Linked DNA regions of Mus musculus: region 1 is linked to region 2. The links are chromatin contacts, called in public promoter capture Hi-C maps. All regions are on one chromosome and are shown on one strand. Each heading gives the region's core, a stretch centred on a gene start, on an enhancer-like site or on the middle of the called end of the contact. The rest is flanking DNA. Distances are from core to core; before and after follow the strand shown. Region 1 overlaps Arhgap22 (Rho GTPase activating protein 22). Region 2 holds the start of Gdf2 (growth differentiation factor 2).

The links. Promoter capture Hi-C pulls out the DNA fragments that hold promoters and counts their contacts.
Region 1: a promoter capture Hi-C map of 3T3-L1-derived adipocytes shows a contact between it and region 2, with 2.3 times the contacts expected there. The contact joins the enhancer-like site here to the promoter of Gdf2 in region 2. A contact is called at or near these places in 5 of 39 promoter capture datasets (3T3-L1-derived adipocytes, cranial neural crest, embryonic stem cells and 2 more) and 2 of 115 datasets of contacts at active chromatin or transcription factors (astrocytes and embryonic forebrain).

What each region holds. Positions count from the first base shown.
Region 1 is chr14:33,369,820-33,376,635 of GRCm38.p6, forward strand. It overlaps Arhgap22 (Rho GTPase activating protein 22), which reads left to right. Exons shown (of 11, transcript NM_153800.4): 11 at 1-117. Among named protein-coding and RNA genes, the nearest start is that of Mapk8, 74 kb to the right of the region's middle. Within about 2 kb of position 4,407, at least 4 of the 459 cell types and tissues checked have an H3K27ac peak or open chromatin away from gene starts, as enhancers often do. A contact at or near this core is called in 3T3-L1-derived adipocytes, where this site is marked.
Region 2 is chr14:33,938,827-33,945,233 of GRCm38.p6, forward strand. Gdf2 (growth differentiation factor 2) reads left to right here and starts at 2,213. Exons shown (of 2, transcript NM_019506.4): 1 at 2,213-2,667; 2 at 5,840-6,407. The coding sequence starts at 2,325.

The DNA of each region.
Region 1 (6,816 bases), core at 3,157-5,656, 570 kb before region 2:
CCCCAGGATCATGAGCATCCGCCTCTCATCCAGGAAGAGTCCTCAGTGGCCACCCAAAAGGATGGCACCTTGAGAGCCAGGCCACCAAGAACTTTATTAAAGTGCTCTGAAAGCATGGCGCCTGTCACCAGCCTCATTCTTCATGTCTGTGCCGAGGGGAGTTTACCAGGTGATAAGTTTCTTGGAAGGCTGATCATCCCCGGGTGTGGGTGGAGCTCCCCGAGGGTCTCAGCACTACTGTGGGGGGGAGCCACCTCAGAAGCTTCTTCAACTCTCCCATCTCAGAGCCTCTGTGGCTACTTCTTACCCTGCAGGGTCCTCTGCAACCTGCTTTCCTCTGCAGGGGCTCAGCTCTGCTCCAGAGGGCTGGGCTTACAGAAGGCCAGAGCTGATTGGTCCTCTAGAGCCTGCCCACTTTGCAGGTCTGGGAGGAGTCGTCCCGTACTTCCATGTCTACCGTAACTCCTTGAGACAGCTTCAGACCTTGAGTGACCCCTGCCCCACTCTCCAGGCTCCAGGCTCCAGGAAGCCCGGGCATATTCTGGTTGCTCTGATAAAATACCCGACAGAAACGTTTTAGGAAGGCCTTCAGCTGCTGCGGCATGAGAGCTAACCTAGCTGGAGCAATAGGAATCTGAGACAGCTGGTCTCACTGCATCCACTAGACTATGGATCTTCCTCTGGAAATGTCCTAGACAGACCCAGAGGTGTCTCAGTGTCTCTTCTATGGATGTAAACCCAGTCAAACTGACAGTGAAGATTGGCCATTATACAGGCCCAGCTGTAAGAGGCCTGGCCTCTCCTTTCCCCCTTAAACAGTGACCTATGGTCTCTGTCTGTCTGTGTGTGTATGTAGGGGTGGTGGTGGTTAAGAGGTCTTCAATGTATCCCAGTTACAGGTCACTATGCCTTAAAGGCATTAAGCCCCTAATGCCCACCTACCTGACTGACAACACCCAGGCAGCAGAATGGCCAGGGTTACAGTGCTATTAGCACTGGCTCCACCCCTCCACACACACCCCTGCCCCCATGAAACTCAAGGCCAGCTGCCCCTACCCTCACTCTCAGTGGTAAGGCCAACTGACACCTGACCTCTGACTGTTCTTTGGAAGAGGACTGGAGATTTCCACAACTAGGATTCCTCCCAAGGACCCTCCCAGCGTCAGAGGCCAGGGTCAGGGTGTCCCTGGGAGTCCCAAGAGGGCAGCAGAGATATCAGTGTATGTTATAGGGCACTGCTGCAGCCCGTTCCTTCCTCCCCCGTATTCAGAGAGGACAAGCTAAAGTGACTGATTTCTCAGAACCTCTCACAGGACAATTTAAAGATTACTCCTTATATCCTCTGTGACAGGGGAAACAGCCCTGAGCGGTTAGGTGGGGCCACCAATTTATTCATACAACCCTGTTTTGTTCCCTCAGCACAGGTGTAGAACTCTGCTGAGTTGATTTGAAGCAAAAAAAAAAAAAAAAAAAAAAAAAAAAAAAAAAAAGCCACCAGCTCATCAAAAGAGCTTCCAGGACCGAAGTCTCAGGAGGGCTTCACAGTAGGAAAAGTCTGGCCATGGTAAAGGCTAGCTGCCTGCCTGCCTGCCTGCCTGCCTCCTACAGGGAAGAGTTTGCTAGCCAACTCTGCCACCTGCTGGCAAACAGGGATGTAGGCATGTACAACTTTTCTTAAGGATGAATCTCCGGTCTCTTCTCCCACTGTGCAATGCACTCTCCTGCCTAGACATCTGACTTCTGATGAGAGGCACTGACCATGAGGCTCATCCACAGTGGGTGCTCTGCCGGGAACCTCTCAACCTTTCCTTCTCTTCCAAGCCTAAAGGTTCCAGCCATAATCATACTAGAATGAATGACCTCTCTTAAGTCAAACAATGAATTGTGACTATGAACAGATGGGGAATGAGACTTTAATTATAAAGAGGTATGAACTGGTGAAAATAATTTAAGATTCTGGCCACAGGCTACTTTGAGACATGTTTTAAAATTTGTTTTGGGGGGTTGGACAGATTGCTCACTGTTTAAGAGGTGAGGCCTTAGGGAAGGACTTTCTTGAGGAAGACATAAACTCTAGTCTAGCTTAGTAAGTTCCTTGGGGTTACTTCAGGAGGATGGGTAACAATGTCCGTGGTATCTGGAAAGGCCCACCTAGCATGGGCCAGGAGCTCCCTGCGAGTTGCTAGTTCTGCCAGTCTCCTTAAGCGTTTGCTACTTATATAAATGTGCGGTATGGCCTGAGACTCCGCCCTCGGCCTCCCCAGCCTCTTAAGGGTTAAGAGTCTTCTCACAAGGTGTGGGACACACACCTTTAATCCTCCCACGCATGAGGCAGAACCAGCAAGTCCTAGGCCAGCCAAGACTGAACACCAAACCCCTCCTTTCCAGGCCAATGTTTCAATAGAAAGGAAAAGTCTGTACAAGAGTTCCTGAGGTCCTTTGCCGTGTACCCTCGAAGGGGACTTGAAGACTCTGGTCCTTTCTCCTTTCTTTGCTTCATGGCCCATGGAGTTGGTTTTACCATGTCCCCTACTATGCTACCTTGTCACAGGCCTGAAGCATCCTAGTTAACCAATCATGGCTGAACCTTTTTCCTATAAGCCTAAATATTTTCTCTGTAATTATCTAGAGTATTTCACTATAGTGATGCAAAGCTGACCAAGGCAGATGGAAAGGACTGTAGTTGGTGATGGGCAGACCTGATGGGCTCAGATGGGGGGAGCAAGCAGGCAAGCTTTCATTCCACTGACATGAGCAGGCTTGAATTATACAAGTTCTGCATTTTTGGCCACTGCATAGAGTGGGCATAAGTGGATGCAGGTATAGTAGTCAAGGACACTGGATGCTGGAAGGCTGGCCGAAGGTTGACGGGGAGGAAACCAAGGGGAGAATGCTGGCACATCCATTTACATCCTTATGTGGATGGGTTTTAACATTTTATCAAGTCTTTGGGAATTTCAAATCATGTACCCCAATTCCACTCACTTCCCAGTCCTTCCATATCCATCCTTATAATCTCTCCAAAAGAAAATAAAAAATTTAAAGGTTAGAGAAGAAAAGCAAAACAACAAAAAATATGACCCTATCAAGCAGTTTTCTGTTACATGCACTATTTGCTCGTTTTTCCCATACTTCCCATATTCATTCATGGCATTGCAAGTTGTGTATCACACAGTGCATCCTTTTGCCCAAAGAGCTCTACTTGCTAATGTTCATTGCCATGAGCCATTAGTCTAGTTCAAAGCCTCTGGCTTCTGCTACACCAGCAATATTGAACCCTCACAGCCTCTTGGATATTCTGCTGAGTCGTGGAGTCCTGCAGCTTTGGTTCTGCAGGACTGGCTCCTTCACAGGCTCCAGCAGTTCATAGATAAAGTAGATGTTGGGGTGGGTGAATTCATAAGTGCTGGACCTGGATGGTAGCTGAGTAGGTCAGCCCAACAGCATCCCTCCTACTTCCCAGCAGGTCTATTTAAAGAGAGCAATTAACAGGGTCTGGTGGCATACTGCTGACATGAGAACGGTGGAGGTGGACCTTTGACAGACTGTATGGGTGTCAGCAAAGGCTAGAGGAATGGAGAAGCTGGCCTGAGGACAAGCAGGATGAATGCACTCTGCTGCCTCTGGGGTCCTGGGAAAGGAGGGAGGCACCTTAGCATTCTGTGAAGAGGAAGTACTTGACCACAGTACCTTCTCAAGCCCATCCAGAGCAGGGTCTACTGACTGGCAGCTGAGATGGCTGTGGTGGCATCTGACACCTGTCTTCAGACAATTGGGAATTTCATTTTGGAGTCAGATTTGAAAGATCATAGCCCAGTCTTGCCAATCCTCAAGTTGTAAATCACAACCCTGTCCTCACCCAAGGGGTGAGTTCTCAAGGCTGGCCCCAGTCCAGGTCAGTGGGGGCTACAAACTGCCCCCAGCCACCATCCCACTCCCCATTTAGTTTCTGGTGTCTCTTGGTCCAGTGCTGGAAACAAGGGGTAGGATCCATGTGATGTGATGTGGGGCTTGGGAATGCCTAGTCTTGGCTCTGCTGCACTGTGAGGGTGAGTGCTGAAGCTCTTTCCAGCACAGCCTAGGAAAGAGAAGTAGCATTTGCTGCATATCATATTCTTCTGAGTGTGTATTTACCTAAGTCCTGGCTGCTGTTTGAACATTAGAGTGTGACTGTAGCTAGCCGAACTGTTATGACTTCTACAGATTGAACCTCTAGCTGAGAGTTAAGAGACAACTATTTGCCAAAGGTGCCTTACATACTGCTCCACCTGTGTGGACAATGAGCCTTTACAGTGACCTATGCCTCCTTGTTTTATGAGAAAAGAGAGCCAGGGAGAGGGCAGGCCATTTACCAAGACTAGAGACCAGGTCCAATTTTGGGCATTTTACATTCCCATTATTGCAGTAATCTTATACTGTATGCAGTGACTTGTGCAACATGTTGAGAAATATAAACACTGCACGGTCAAAAGTCCTAGTCATGGGCTTAAACAACATTTGCATGCTAAGTGTCTACACCAGGTTCTCCCTTCCCAGGGTATTATGGGGCAGGGTATATGTGCTCTATCAACAGAGAACAGGCTGTCATCAACTAACACATGAACATGGTGCCTCCTTCATTACCTGTGCAGAAGTGAGAATGAAGTGAGCAAGCATGAGGGCAAAACAGACAGACTGATGGCTAGCATCTGTGACCCAAACACCCTACAGAGATGGGAGGTAGAGACAGGGCCTGAAGCCTCAAGTCAGCTAGCCTTGAGCATCCAGTACAGGTACAGAAACAGAGATTGTGTTTCAGCAAACAGGTGAGAACTAACCTCTGAACGCTGTCCTTTCATACCCCCCACACCCTCTTTCTTTTTTTTTTTAAAGATTTATTTATTATTATATCTAACTACACTGTACCCGTCTTCAGATGCACCAAGAGGGCATCAGATCTCATTATGGGTGGTTGTGAGCCATCTCGCCAGCCCCCTCCTTTTCTCTCTTCTCTTTTCTCTTCTCCTCTCCCCTTCTTTCTCTTTCTTTTCTTTTTCTTTCTTTCTTTCTTTCTTTCTTTCTTTCTTTCTTTCTTTCTTTCTTTCTTTTCTTCCTTCCTTCCTTTTCTCCTTTTTTTTCCCTAGGCCAAGAGGTCTATTGGTGAAGGGGGAGAGTGAAAGACATGAGAGAGAAACAGGGAACAGAAGAGAAAGAGGTCCCCTTTTTTTCTTTCTTTTTGGCTTTTTTTTTCTTTTTCTCCAGCCTTGACTGTTTTTTGTTTTGTTTTGTTTTTGTTTTTTTGTTTTAAGTTAGCAAGAATTATATAATCATATTATATGACTTCCTGGGGAGATATGGACACCCATTTATCCCAGATAGGGCACTCCCAGATCAAAGATTTAACCTCACCCAAGTCCAGATCTCAATGTTTTTAACTGAGGCAATTAATTAAGAGGCAGCTACCCCATGGATCAGTCCCAACCAACTGTTCTCCACCAGAGAATGTTAGTCACTCCCTTTCTTAGGGTCTTGGGTTACAGCTGCTGTGATTTAAAGATGGCAAAGGCTATGCCATTTCTGGAGGACAGATCTCTGTAAGAAGCAATAATCAGAGGCTTACAAAGGAGAACAATTGCCTCTGGGCAAGTGAGGGTGTGCATAGCACATTCAGGATAGAACAGAATTCAAGAGGGCCTGGTGGGAAAGACACAAGAAAGTAGCACAACACACTGCAATCCTTAATGAAAATGTAAAACAAAGAATTGGTCTTTGGAAGTTGATCATGAGGCACATCTCTCAAGGGATTCTTACCGACCAGGTGCAGTTTGGGACGGTGGGGTATGGAGAAGGCAGCTCAGGTTTAGCATAGTCATTCTGGAGCACACAAAATGCCTTCCTTTAGTGTCAGCATTTCTCTACCATGCAACTTCCATTTCTTTCCAGGTTACACTTATTTACATAAGCATACACACAAGCAGCACACAACTAGGAGGTCCCCATGCTTGGCAACGCAGAAGCACAGCACATTCCATGTGCCTACCTCGCCAAGATTTGGTTTTGCCAGGGAACCATGCACTTCGGCTTCTCCCTTTTGGTCCACTCTCATCTGCATGGCTCTTTCCACTTCTTGGCCAGTTTTCACAAGTACCTGTCCAGGGAACTTGGGCATTCTCATGCACGTTACTAGGAAGCTTTTCCTTTCCTTCTGTTCAAAGTGATTGGAAATGCTATGGGGCCACGATAAGCAGATGTCACAGGCCTCATGCAGACAGAAAACTGGAGAAATCTAGAGATAAGTCGGATGCAAGTCAACTGTCCCATTCTTCCTATGACATGCCCTCTGCCATAGACCCTGCAAACAGGAGAGGTACAAATTCTAAGATGCACTGGGTAGAGACCCAGTAATGAGCGCTCCTCAGAAGTACAGGGCCCATAACACCGTCCAGCTCCCCATGCTGACTAAGCTCAGCAACATGCTTAAGTGAGCCTTCTTTCCCACCTTACTGCTCTCAACAAGGCACCTGGCTTCCATGCTCTCACCTCTAGCCTGGACTGGATTTGTTCTCACTGCAGTGTCCTAAGATAAAGTCTTATCATCTCACACTCTGCAATGGGTTCTCACTATCCAGAGCAGCAGTTCCCAACCTGGGCCCGGAACCACCTTTCACAGGAGTTGCATATTAGATAGCCTGCACATCAGGTATATATGTTGATTCATAACAAGAGCAAAATCAGTTACTAACTAGCAACAGAATAACTTTATGGTTGGGGTCACCACAACCCGAGGGACTGTATTTAAAGGTGCACAGCATTAGGGAGGTTGCGAGCTGCTGTTCT
Region 2 (6,407 bases), core at 963-3,462:
AAGCAGAGCTCAATCTGAAGCATCTCAAAACCTGGATTTGGGCCTGATGAATCACTCTCTAAGGTGCCTTCCTTCTAGAGGCTGTATACGTTCAAGGACATAGTATGACAAACTACCATACTGTTATCTCCAGACCAACACAGGTTCAACTGCATGACCTCGGGGACCCATGCATATCTAGGTAGAGATCTGGAACCCTAGACCTTGTTTTGCAGTGAATGTGTTCACTGTCATGGTGACAACTCTATTGCACATATATAAGGGGCTCCAGGCTGGAAATTTATGGGTAGTGCTGACCACGTGGGCCTTGACTCACACCGCACTCACCATCAAACCTGAAGTTTCCTGTGGCCTTCATAAGACACTAGTGAACACACTGTGCTTTGGCCCTTATGCTCAGACTCTTTGAATGTGGAGGGTGTTTGTCCTAGAGGTTATGGCACATCATGAGGCTACAGACCTCATTCTGCAGCTCCTCCAGGCCCACGGCTCTGCAGCTTCAGCGCCATCTCCTGGGCTTAGCATGCATTGCATTCATCTTTCCCAGTCCTGCTTCAGACGCGAATAGGTGCCCAGCACACTTCCGCTTTCAGCGGCTCCTCGCCATACCCTTCCCTTCTCTCCTCATTGTGTCTCTAAAAGGGTGGATACAAGTTAAGTTCTCCCTGGCAGTCCCTGGTTTCACTCTCCCACTCTGGCAGCCTGCTGTGGCCCATCCTACAATGTCTTGGCCCTCTATTCCCTCTCCCCGGGAGCCCTGACCGCAGACTATCACACCGCATCTTCCTTGGATTAAGCTGCCGCACATCCCAAGTGTTTTTAACTGTCTTCTCTCTTCACTTTGATTAACGCTACTTGTGATGAGACAGACAGAGGCTAAGCATGGAGATACAGCTTTTAAACACTGTCTTTGGGCTAACTCAAGCAGCCTTCATAGGAGAGAAACCATCTCTGGACATAGAGTCAGTCTCAGAACTGCCCAACGGCTCCTGTGAGCTCCAACTTCTCTGTGGGTCTCCTGGCTGAGAATCATGATCTAGGTGACCTTCCCATCAACATGAACCAAGTTGTCCTCTGAATACCCATACACACACACACACACACACACACACACACACACACACAAAACACACAACACACACAACACACACACACACACATACACACACACACACAAAACACACAACACACACAACACACACACACACACACACATACACACACACACACACACACAACACACACACACAAAACACACAACACACACAACACACACACACACACATACACACACACACACACACACAACACACACACACACACACATACACACACACATAACACACACAACACACACACACATACACACACTCACACTTGTGCACTTGCATATACCAGCACCACACAGACCAGGGTCAAGGCTGGTCAATATGCATCAGATACATATGTTTGTGGTACTAATAAGCATCTAGCCTGAACACAGAGCTTCCCTTCACCCCACCCCCACTGCAGCATGGTCAGCATCAGCACTGGAGGGTGGTTGAACATAGCTACCCACTGTCAGGAGCTGACAGTGGCCTACGTGTATGCAAACACATCTTCTTAAAGGAGACTCAAAGGGCTGAGGCCACAGCTCGGAAGAACAGTGGGGACAGGAGGTACCATCTGTGTTGGCTGGGACGTCACCAGTCCACTGAATGTTCTGGGCCCATGCACACTCCATTCTCAGTACTCAGGAGCTCTTTCCTCAGAGGCCAGTGCCTAGATACACTGCCGGGTTCCGATACCATAAGGACCAGACTTCGTCTAACCCTGATGCAATCTCCCCCATCACCCCACCTCCCTGACCCCCACAGTTTGTGTCATCTTCTGGGTACTTGGTGAGCTTTCTATATCTGGGGAACTCCCCAGCCTCATTTTCTGAATTCCTTGTTTCTGTGGTCCACCAGGATACGGTCTGTGTGCCCCTGCCTGGAGAGTCTTCTGAACGAAGCCAGCTAGGAAAGGAACAAAGATTCTAATTAGGGTGGATGACCCTCCGGAGAAATGCCGATCCTTTACAGTAGTCAGCATCCTTTCCACCAGCCCCTAGTGCTGGTCAGATGTTTATACAGTCTTCATTAAAGAGAGCTGCCTGAGATAAGAGGTCCGAGCAGAGCATCCACACCCAGATAAGAAGAGTGGAGGATTGTTGGGGAGACCGTGAGACAGCCAAAGTCTTGGCTAAGCAGTCAGCAGGACAATGTGGGCCTATTCCTCCCGGGCTCCTCGTTGCACCAAGTGATAGACCACAGCAGCCCCTCAGGCCCCCTTCAGGGCCCAAGATGTCCCCTGGGGCCTTCCGGGTGGCCCTGCTCCCGCTGTTCCTGCTGGTCTGTGTCACACAGCAGAAGCCGCTGCAGAACTGGGAACAAGCATCCCCTGGGGAAAATGCCCACAGCTCCCTGGGATTGTCTGGAGCTGGAGAGGAGGGTGTCTTTGACCTGCAGATGTTCCTGGAGAACATGAAGGTGGATTTCCTACGCAGCCTTAACCTCAGCGGCATTCCCTCCCAGGACAAAACCAGAGCGGAGCCACCCCAGTACATGATCGACTTGTACAACAGATACACAACGGACAAATCGTCTACGCCTGCCTCCAACATCGTGCGGAGCTTCAGCGTGGAAGGTATAGTGCTTCCTCCAGGGTTCCGTGGGGTGGGACATACTGCACCCTGCCCCCCACAGTGAAGTGGCTCTGCCGTGTGGGACGGTCACTGACCACGGCAGACCTTCAGGTTTCTGTGGAAGTGACTCCCAATGAAACAGGGAGAAAATACGAATTCCCTGTTCATCATTTGCGTGGCTAATGGCTTCCCTACAGGGCAGTGCAAATCATGGGCCCTGTCCATCAACACTAAAGGATCTGGTGCACAGCTCCTCCTCCGGGCCACATCCACAGTTAACCCCATAGGTACCCAGTATACCAGGTTTCTGCTTCCCTCTGTTCACTCCCTCTCTGCCTCATTTCCCTGTTTCTGCTTCAGCCTCCTTTGCTCTGCTTCCTGCCTCTCCTACTTCCCCCTCCCTCCTCTCTCTCTCCTCTTCTTCCCTCTCCTCCCTTTTCTTTCCACTTCCTCTTCCCTTCCTATCTTCCTCTCTCCTTCCCTGTCTTCTTCTGACTTAGAAATAGATCATTCATTTAGCCTGCAATAAACTTGTATATTTTTTCAGCTTTAAAAGGAAACCAGGTTTTCTCTTATAAAATGCATTTTAGAACTAGATTGTAAAATGTCAATAGAGTAGAAGAGGCAGTGGGCAGTGTGTCTGTCCAATATGTTTTCGGTGTGAAGTGTCGTTGATTTAGGAAGATTAGATAATAAACACGGAGGTGAAGTCTGTAACTGACAACTCACAGAACACCAGAATCCACGTAGTATGAGTTACTGAAGAGAAAGCTGGGATTGCTAGGGCTGAGGAACCCGGGTCAGGCACCCTTTGCAAGGTCACGTGGCTGGCCCTACGTCCTGCATAGAACCAGCTGCATAGAACCAGCTCCCCTTCTTCTGGTTTGGCATCTTGCTCTGAAGGACCAGGAGCCCAAGGCCTCTCTCTTTCTGATTCAGAGATTTGCAAATGCCCAAGGGTTCCAGTTCAGGGTCACAGGCAAGCCTGGCCAGATCTGTCCAGCCTGCAGAGCGTGTGTGTCTAAGGACACTTGTGACCACCATACATGCTCAGTGCTGCTGAGTTTTCTGACTGCCCAACAGAAGTTTCAAGTTATTATGTAATAAGTCTTATATTTCTAAGTCAGAGGAAGACAGGAAAGGAGAGTGGACCTGGAAGGGAAGAGGAAGTTAAGAGGAAAGAAAAGGGAGGAGAGGAAAGAGGAGGAGAGAGGAGGGAGAGGGAATTAGAGGAGGCAGGAAGGGGAGCAAAGGAGGCTGAAGCATATATATATATATATATATATATATATATATATATATATATATATCTTCATTTATATATATATCTTCATTTATATATATATAATATTATATTATTTATAATTAAATTATGCACACACTCACACACATATGGCTTCATTTTTAAAAATATAAAATTTACAGGTCACCAGGCCCCAGGATTCTCTAGGATCTCTGCCTAGGGGAAAGGCTAGATTTTGGTTTTGGTTTCGGTTTTTTATTTGGGGCCTAAGTCATCATATTCCACGGGCCGGAATGTGAAGCCTAGCCAGAGATACCAAGCTCCCTACATCATTGGCACAATTTACTCCACGCACTCAGCAGCAGCAACACCAACAACCCTCACACATGACCTAGGAAGCATTCGTCTAGTCCCTGTGGGCCTGTGATTTCTGGTGTCTGGCAGCGGTCCCACAGCCACTGCAGAGGTAGCCTCAGGGAGGGCGCTTTTGGCCATGAGTGCAATGCACAGTTCTCTCTGTCTGATGTGGCACAGCACTCACCAGATTACTCGGAAGCTTCATGGGCGCATCCGTGATGAGCAGTGAGAACACAGCGAGCAAGAGTAAAGGGCTACATGCTTTGTCATGTGCACTGGGCTTGCGCAGGATGGAAGGGGTACAGAAGTATTATTAACTGAACATCAGCTCTTGGCTCATGGCCGGCCTGTAAGTCTCTTGGGCCACCTTGATAAAATGGTAAGATGGACCCCACTATACAAGAGAGGAAACTGAGGCACCAAGAAGCTCCAAAGTTCCCAGGGAGGGGCAGTGAAGACTGACACCTCCATCCTTCAGACCAGTTGCTGGGTTTCAAGGAAGCTTGGGTCTCTGCTCATCCTCCCACATAAGGAGCCCCATCCCCTACTCCCACAACCTGAGAGAACGGAGGCCTGTTTCTGAGGTTCTACTGTGATCCGTAACTATTAACTGTAAATCCAGAAACAAACAACTCCTAACTTGGAAGTGACGTTTGCCACAGGTACAGTTTTCTAAACTTCTCGTATATTCTTAGTTAAGTCCTCGCCAAGCCTGCTTCACACAATGCACATCAGCATGGGCGAGCATGCATGCAGAAGGAACACTATGTGCAGGGCTTAGAGCTATCTGTACTTCCAGGCATCCAGTGGGTGTATCAGGACATGTCTCCCAAGGATAATGCAGTGATTGAGTGCTGGCACGGACCCACAAATGGCAATGTCTGTGGTCAAACCGCAGCCCAGGAGAAGTGGGAAGCAGGCACTTATGCGTCTAAGAGAAAACCCCCATTTTTTGCCTAACTGTTGGCATTAAGATACTTTTCCCTCTAAAAGAAAAAAAATGCACTTTCACTTTTGATAGAAGTTATTAACACTATTGCAATTACTTAAATACTCCAATGCTGCAATGCTTTGCTTTATCTAAATATTTTTATTTTGATGTTTGATTAAATATTTGATGTCACTGTTCCCCCACTAGCGCTGTAGCATTTTTACTCGTAAGCTGACAGTATATTTTCTGGCTTGCCTTAGGTGCGGATGCCAATTAACTGTGTGCACTCTGACAGCTCCAAGGCTATGCATCCAATGTTGTGGGTCAGTAGATCTCCAGATGTGTAAAGTTGGAATAATAACTAGATGCTCCCAGACTCATGGTCTAAGGCTGGGCATATAGTAGATGCTCAATTCAGCCAGTAGGTACTGTTAATACAGGCTGAAGGTATCTGCCTCTGCTTTTCCTGGAACAATCCTCAGAGAACCTTCCCAAATACTAAGAGAACCTTCTATTAAGGTTCTAAATGACGCAGAGTGGAGCAATAGTGACAAAATCTATCATCTTAGACATCTCTTGTAGCCAATCATGAAGTTTGGCTTTGGTATCGTAAAAAAATGGACTGCATGTGTTTGCATTTCAGATGCTATATCGACAGCTGCCACGGAGGACTTCCCCTTTCAGAAGCACATCCTGATCTTCAACATCTCCATCCCGAGGCACGAGCAGATCACCAGGGCTGAGCTCCGACTCTATGTCTCCTGCCAAAATGATGTGGACTCCACTCATGGGCTGGAAGGAAGCATGGTCGTTTATGATGTTCTGGAGGACAGTGAGACTTGGGACCAGGCCACGGGGACCAAGACCTTCTTGGTATCCCAGGACATTCGGGACGAAGGATGGGAGACTTTAGAAGTATCGAGTGCCGTGAAGCGGTGGGTCAGGGCAGACTCCACAACAAACAAAAATAAGCTCGAGGTGACAGTGCAGAGCCACAGGGAGAGCTGTGACACACTGGACATCAGTGTCCCTCCAGGTTCCAAAAACCTGCCCTTCTTTGTTGTCTTCTCCAATGACCGCAGCAATGGGACCAAGGAGACCAGACTGGAGCTGAAGGAGATGATCGGCCATGAGCAGGAGACCATGCTTGTGAAGACAGCCAAAAATGCTTACCAGGTGGCAGGTGAGAGCCAAGAGGAGGAGGGTCTAGA